Regions from separate parts of the Danio rerio genome. Here region 1 is linked to region 2. The links are chromatin contacts, called in public Hi-C maps. All regions are on one chromosome and are shown on one strand. Each heading gives the region's core, a stretch centred on a gene start, on an enhancer-like site or on the middle of the called end of the contact. The rest is flanking DNA. Distances are from core to core; before and after follow the strand shown. Region 1 holds the start of dido1 (death inducer-obliterator 1). Region 2 holds the start of sfmbt1 (Scm like with four mbt domains 1).

Region 1 (3,733 bases), core at 1,086-3,585, 220 kb before region 2:
CTGGAAGGGCATCCGCTGCATAAAAACTTGCTGGATAAGTTGGCGGTTCATTCCGCTGTGGCGACCCCGGATTAATAAAGGGACTAAGCCGACAAGAAAATGAATGAATGAATGAATATTTTAGAAATGTTGGAACCCAGTAGTTGGCTAACCATTGACTGTCGTAGCCAGTTTGTTTTTCCTAACATGGTAGTCAATGTTAACAGTTTCTGACATTCTTCAAAAGCTTTTGGAACCAACAGAGGGTGAACTGTACAGAGCTGTAGCTGCTTTACTGGGCCTACTACACTACTGTATTTCAATACTGCTTATTTTTGTAGTACTTGGAGAGAGCATTTTTTTCTGAGGTGGTAATTAATGAAAAGAATTTGAGAACCACTGCCTTAGACTCTTTCTGTGCATTTTTAAAAAATGTCTATGATTGAGATGTCAGCTATGCCCAGATCTCTTAATTTTTTTAAAACTAGTTTCCCTCTCTTTTATATGTTGTACACTTAATAAATACATGTTCAATGGTTTCAATTTTTCCACAATGACTGCAGCATTCTGTTTCCTTTTTCCCTATCTTGTACAGTGAGCTGTTTAAATTGGTGTGACCCATTTGGAGTCTGGTTATGTCTTCCTTCCTGTTCCTTTATGCTTTCTTTTCTTTCCCCACTTCAGCTTGTATGCTATACAGATGTCTTGCTTTTGATTCTGAATCCCAGTCCTCTTGCCAAAGATTAATAACTGAATTATTTATAATATATTTTATTTCTGTTTTACATCCTTCTTCTGCTTTCTTCTACTTCTTCTTCGTCTAGTGTTTTATGGCAGTTTGGCAAACCAAAGAATAGGCGCATTACCTCCACCTACTGGAGTGCTCCTCTGGAGTGTGAATTGTGCATACTAAGGTAGAAAGAAAACACTAGCTTAAACTTTATATATATATATATATATATATATATATATATATATATATATATATATATATATATATATATATATATATATATATATATATATATATATATATATATATAATAAATATATAATAATAAAATATTAATAAAAATCTAATTCTATGCATTATTCCTATGTTAAATATTTCATTTACATTTCTTGAATTCTTGATTGTAAGCCCATTTCCTAGCAAGACTTTTAAAGAAAACACCTCACCTTCCAGCCGCCCTAATTCTTGGATCAACTTAAACCTTATAAGCAGAGCATTCTAAAATTAAATTATATGATTAACTGTTTCCAGTTTTATGCAATTATCACACTTCCCTGATTCATGCTTTCCTATTTTATACAGGCTGCAATTTAATGATGTATGACCAATTCTTAATCTTGTAAAGATGACATCTTTCTTTTCTTATTTTTTATTATAACACTTTAACAGTACAAAAAAATATGCCAGGGGGCAAAAACAGTCAAATACAAATATACAAAATTTACATATGTAATAATTAAATAAATACATTATAGAGTTCACAAAGTTTAAAGTGTGTGGGGCTTTCTTATTTAGAGAGTCTTTGATACTACTAATATATAAGCATAATTCGGTCATCAACACCTTAAAGTTCTGTTTCCTGTTAGTAATTTTACATTTATGAATGTAAAATTTTGTTAGCAAAATAATTAAATTAATTAAATAAAAAAAAAATTTCCTTTTGATTAGGGTACATAGAAATGCCAAAGGTACATTTTTCACAGCAATGGCAGAGGACAATGCATCAAAAGCATGGACTTGATGCCTCTAAATAACATATGGACCCCTGAAGGAATTGAACAAATAACAGTTGAAAACTCTTGTTGGGTAATTGAGATTTTGTAATAATAAGTGAGGAATTCATTGTAAGAAAAGAGTACACCTTCTTTATTATATAACTGACTAACTACATACATTTTTTTTCAAACCACTTATTGAAAAAAATAGATTTGCGCTTGTGTAAAATGTGTCTATCATTCCAAATGAAATAGCGATGTGGGGAGAAATCATGCTTATATTTTAATGACCATGATAGGAGCACTTGTCTGTGGAAGGCAGATAATTAAACTGTGATTTTGTCTATATTATAATTGCACATCCGTAGATGTCTTCCTTTATTTTTTCAGTCTTCTTTTATTTTTTCAGACACTTGCCGGAAGTGGTTAGATATTAGACTGAAAACTAGAGGGCGCACTTCTGCACCTCTGTATGGTGCATTTTCACCTCCACGACACCGTGTCGCTGTCCGACATCGTGCTTTAACTTCAAGCTCAATGTGGCTTCGCCTCATGCTATCTGTTCTGGACTATCTCTTTCGCACTACAGGCGAAAGCGAATACTGCATGTGCCACCATCATCAACAAGAAAAGAAAATGGAGGTCATACCGTTGCACTGACTGCAGGCTGAACGATACCAATGTTAACAAGTGAGTATAAAGTTGTAGTTGTGATGAATACTAATACATACTATTGCCCCATGTGTATGTGCTAAATGAATACATTAAACGCCGTTTGTCAGATTTATAGCAGTGAAACGCGCGTTACAGTAATGGCGCCACGAGCCTCCATGTTTATTTGATGCGATACGATAAGAAAGATTATTCCAGGTGGAGTTCAACAACCAAGTAAACCGCACACTCTTTGCTTTTTTTGGGCTGTTAATAAAGCACAAGTTATGTTTTTACACTAAATGAGTTACTTGTTTTAGTATAGTGTTTAAATGCGTGGAAGTCGCTTTTCTATAGTTTGATTGTAACGTTGGCTTATTCTCTGAACCACTAATAGATTGCTGTGTGTCTGATTGCATTATTTGCGTCGTTTTTAAATGTTAATAATACTATTTTTTTAATGCAATCTTGTTTTGATTTGAGGCGTATCGACAAAGTGGGTGTGTGCGCTCTGATTTCATGCGAACGTTAAACGTGTGTTTATGTTTGTTGTTGGTCTGCTTAACACAAATTATTTAGGGTTTTGCAATTGTTTAGCTGTGTATTTTTTTGCATGAATTGAATGTTTTGGGAAAAATTGGTCTCTGCAAAAAAAGAATGTGCATATTTTATTTGTTAAATACATTTTAAACTTCTTCCGCGTGTTTTGTATAAATAAGAACTCTCTTAATTATATTGGCATTAAACGATATATATTACGTGCAGACTGTTCTCACGTGGCTTGTATCCGTGACCGAAACCCATAACTTGGGCTACTCCGTAGCCTGCCTATATATTATGATTTACGTAACAAGCTAGTCTTTTTGAGTCCGATAATTACTAATTTGTATGTATAACTTTATTTTTACGGCGGATGGACGCGCAAAATAGCATGACGTTATACGCATAGTAAACACGCACTAATAACAGAAATATGAACTTGCATATGGTTTACGAGGAACGCCATGTTATATGAACCACGTGATTACATCGAAGAAGAGCCTCGGATGGGATTGGTTCTTTGAAACTCACTGCTCGAATTAACCGATTCCCGGATTAGTTAGATTTCGCACAGCTACTACAAGATGTAGTGCTAAAATAGTTATATTTCATTACTTTGACGTCATCTCCACGATTTACTCAAACGAGTACAGAGAACAAAACTGAAAAAATGATTTCTTGTTTTGTGTAAGAGACTGCGCACAAACGGGACGGCGAAATGGAGGTCGCGCGCTAGCTATTAGCTAAAGCTAACGGGCAAGTAATTTATGTCGATATTTAATCACGAAAGCTGTCGCTTTGTCTCATTTGGTCGTTTATATGTATTATGGGCATG
Region 2 (3,934 bases), core at 914-3,413:
AAGCAGGGAGAACATGCAAACTCCACACAGAAACGCCAACTGAGCCGAGGTTCGAACCAGCGACCTTCTTGCTGTGAGGCGACAGCGCTACCTACTGTGCCACTGCGATGTGAATTAATGGCGGAAGAAAGTAGTTCCTCGTACAAAAGGGGGTTGGGAATTTCCATGTTTGACTTTCTGTTTTATACACACAATTATGCCATCGAACTATTGTATAAGCACTATGTCACAACAGTAGCAGTGCGATATGCTGTATATTGTCACTGTGGGACACTAAGGCACTCGGCCTACTGCCTTAAGCCAACGCATGCCTCCCACTAGTGCCAAAATACAGCCATATTGCACTGCTACTTGTGTGATATTGTGGTTATATAACCAACATTTTAAAAATATACTTCAAAACACACTTTTTTTCTATAATACATTTTTGGCCATTTTGTTGTTTTTTTTTGTTGTGTATTTTTACATTTGGAAGAAAAGCTAAACGATGAACATACAAAAGCTCATAAGGACATGCCGGGAACCTCTTGTCTGCCAGCTGCAGCTATCATCCAAAAATGACAGCTCTATTTTGTAGTTGTAGCTGAGAACTTGTACAGATTGACATAAGATATATTGAGCATTGTTTTAAAATGAATGAATGAATGAATGAATGTTATTTACTTTGGATGTCCATCCCATCCACATTTGGTTGTATGGTTAAATGAAGGTTATATGAAGGTTAAAATATATAAACACACAGACACACACACACATAATTATTTACATATAAGGTTAATTCTTCAACTACAGGCACTTTTATGTCCTTTGATCATATCCATAAAAGTGTATAATTTTGTTAAAATTCCTCTTCCTTTGTCAAACTAACAATAAAACCTACTTATTATTTTTTTTACTAGATTTCTATTATATTTTTTTCATATTAATCAACGTTTTCTTCTTGTCGCACACCCAGAGTTTTAAACTTTAACAATGAAAATAACATTTTAAAAGATTATTTATCTGGTATCTATTAATGTATCTGAATGAAGCACTAGTGAAATAATTTCAATATTTTTTAGTTATTAATGTGAGACTATTATCAATATTATGTTTTATCCGAAATATAGCTGTTGCACAGTATCAGAGTCATTTCCACCACAACACTGTAATGTTGCTTTAAAAGTTTGTGTGAAAGATTATTTAGGTGGTTTCTATGAAATTGAATAGTGCCATCTGAGAACATGTTCAAGATGAAGGGAATTTAAATTTTTATCAACAACACTTGAAGAAAAATCAAGATAAATGTTGCTTAAATACATTTATTCTACGTCATTTCCAAACATGCTCTACCTTCAAAGATGTTTTTAAAAACCAAACAAAATGAAGGTAAATAAGAGTGTTTCGTTTACATGAAAGGCTAGTAAAGCTAGTTGGTGAAGCTATTTTTCATTTTTTCACAATAAACTGTTCAAATGTCATTTCCACCACAGTCATTTCCATCACCACACACGCTGTTACAAAAATTTAAAAAGTTTTCATCATACATTAAAAGTGTATTCACAATTTATATAGTCCATGCTCTATTTAATATACAAATTGAGTTTATTTATTTTCTAATAAGCTCTTTACCAAATTAATATTAAATGTTATTGTGACAGGTGTACATTTCAGCAAACAACTAATTTATTTAATTGACATGTTGTATAAAGATGTATAATTATTATATGTATTGTGGAAAGATTGGTTAAACTAGATACAAAAATGATCTTAGACAATGTTTGACTGTTAAAATTTCATTTTGAAATACAAGTATATATTGAGATGTGGTGGAATTGACATTTGTTCAGTTCATGATGGAAAAAAAATGTTTCTCTTCTTATCTTAGTTTGTTACAGATCTTAAAACTAGACAAATTGTTTAAACTAATGAGGCTACGTTACGTTCATTTTGAACAAGTTTTTTTTTACTCACCTTCACAAGGCTAAAAGTGCCCGTAGTTGAAGAATGGCCCATAAATATATACACATACACACGTCTAAATAGGCCTACATACATCTAAAGCAAAGAAAATATAAACAGCTCTATTATTTCTGTGTAGGAAATGCCACAATAAAAATGGTAAACCCGCCTCTGTCAGTCAAAATAGATCCTATATTAATTTAGGCGCATAAAATGACGTTACATCTCTGAGGCGTTTGCTGAGTGTATCTGTATTTACTGCTGAGCTGTTGTCATTCCAGTCCATCACAGCCGCTTAAACTAATTCAAAAAGATTAAACACCACTGCCATCTAGCGGATATGAGTTTACACTGCAAGTTAAGCCTCTCTTGACCTAAAGATCCCGGAGCATTTCAACTAATTCAAGTCCACCGGAAATATACGTAACTATAACTCACTTGCGTTGTTGTTTAAGGGTGAAATTAGGGAATAAATAAGTTGTTCGTGTATTTTATATTAAAGCGCCAGCTGTAAAGGAGAGTGTAAACTGCGTTGATTTGATGCGAACAGTTTTACATGGCGGGTGTAAACAGTCACATGACCAGAGCTGGGAAATTTCAGTTTGTCCATGTGAAAGATGTGTGCGTCACGTAAAACACGTCGGTTTAAATGCGTAACTGTCGTATTTAGTGCAGATTTTGTTTAAAATGTCTATTACTAATGCTTAAATTTAACTTTCTTTTGTATAGTCGTGTTCACAGTGCGTGTAAACATTTCAGTGGTCACGTTTGAACAGAAGTAAACCATTGTGAACACTGATATATTTAACAAATATACATTTGGATATCCTTCTCCTTTTTCCACCAATTTTCAGAATAATCAGTGATTGAGAATAATCTTGCTACATTTTTAAATTTTGGCTAGGTGTCATTCAATATGTTTATGCTAACTTGAAATCATTGATTAAAGTTGATTCTCGAGATTAACTACTTCCTTTATGACATGGACTATCACATTTACAATAGGTTACACATCTGACATTCAAAGGCTTTGCCTGCCCTGTCATGGTATTATTTTTGCCTACTATTCTATCAGATTAATATTAATAAACTACGATGTAACTGGCCTAAAAAAGTAATATATAGAGAAATGGAATAACCCTTGTATCTTTTGGTAGAGTTACAATTTTATTATAACTTGATTTTACTAATTTGATTTCAGTTTACTGACTATGATATATGGTGTGTATTGCACTGTAAGTGTATATTGTACAATTAAAAAAAATAAAAATGTATACTGTTAAACTTGTTACAACTTCCTGCCCAGGGACTACAGATGTAAATTAGCTTTATAGCTAACTCTGATACAACATGTCATGTTGTACATTGTCCCTATATAAACTAACTAACTAACTAACTAACTAACTAACTAACTAACTAACTAACTAACTAAATAAATAAATAAATAAATAAATAAATAATTAAATAATTAAATAAATAAATAATTCATTTGTAGCCTAAATCTGTCAAAAAAGTTTGGACTCAATAAAATTTGTATTTTGAAGTAAATATATTCAATGCCAGCGATGCGGTGGCGCAGTGGGTCACCCAGAAGGACACTGGTTTGAGCATCGGTTGGGTCAGTTGGCATTTCTGTGTGGAGTTTGCATGTTCTCCCTGTGTTGCCATGGGTTTCCTCCGGGTGCTTCTGTTTCCCATACACGTCCAAAGAAATGCTGTAGGTGAATTGGGTAAGCTAAATTGTCCATAGTGTATGTGTGTGATTAAATGTGTATGGATGTTTCCCAGTGATGGGTTGCAGCTGGAAGGACATCCGGTGCGTTTGTAAATTCTTTTTATGTGTGTAAATTTGTCTTTATTTATTATGTAAATAAAAACACGCATGGATGCATATATTTGAGAAAATATTTATTTATATTTATTTAAAATATACATGTATATGACACAAATTAGGGGCAACACATTGGTGTTGCATTTTCTCCCTGTGTTCGTG

Evidence for each region. A called contact is a pair of places that touch in the nucleus more often than the background predicts.
Region 1: a Hi-C map of hematopoietic stem cells shows a contact between it and region 2, with 2.5 times the contacts expected there. The contact joins the promoter of dido1 here to the promoter of sfmbt1 in region 2. A contact is called at or near these places in 2 of 18 Hi-C or Micro-C datasets (hematopoietic stem cells and an unstated tissue).

Annotation. Positions count from the first base shown.
Region 1 is chr11:20,648,586-20,652,318 of GRCz12tu, reverse strand. It overlaps dido1 (death inducer-obliterator 1), which reads left to right and starts at 2,335. Exons shown (of 6, transcript NM_001079955.1): 1 at 2,335-2,397.
Region 2 is chr11:20,431,133-20,435,066 of GRCz12tu, reverse strand. It overlaps sfmbt1 (Scm like with four mbt domains 1), which reads left to right and starts at 2,163. Exons shown (of 21, transcript XM_073916657.1): 1 at 2,163-2,364.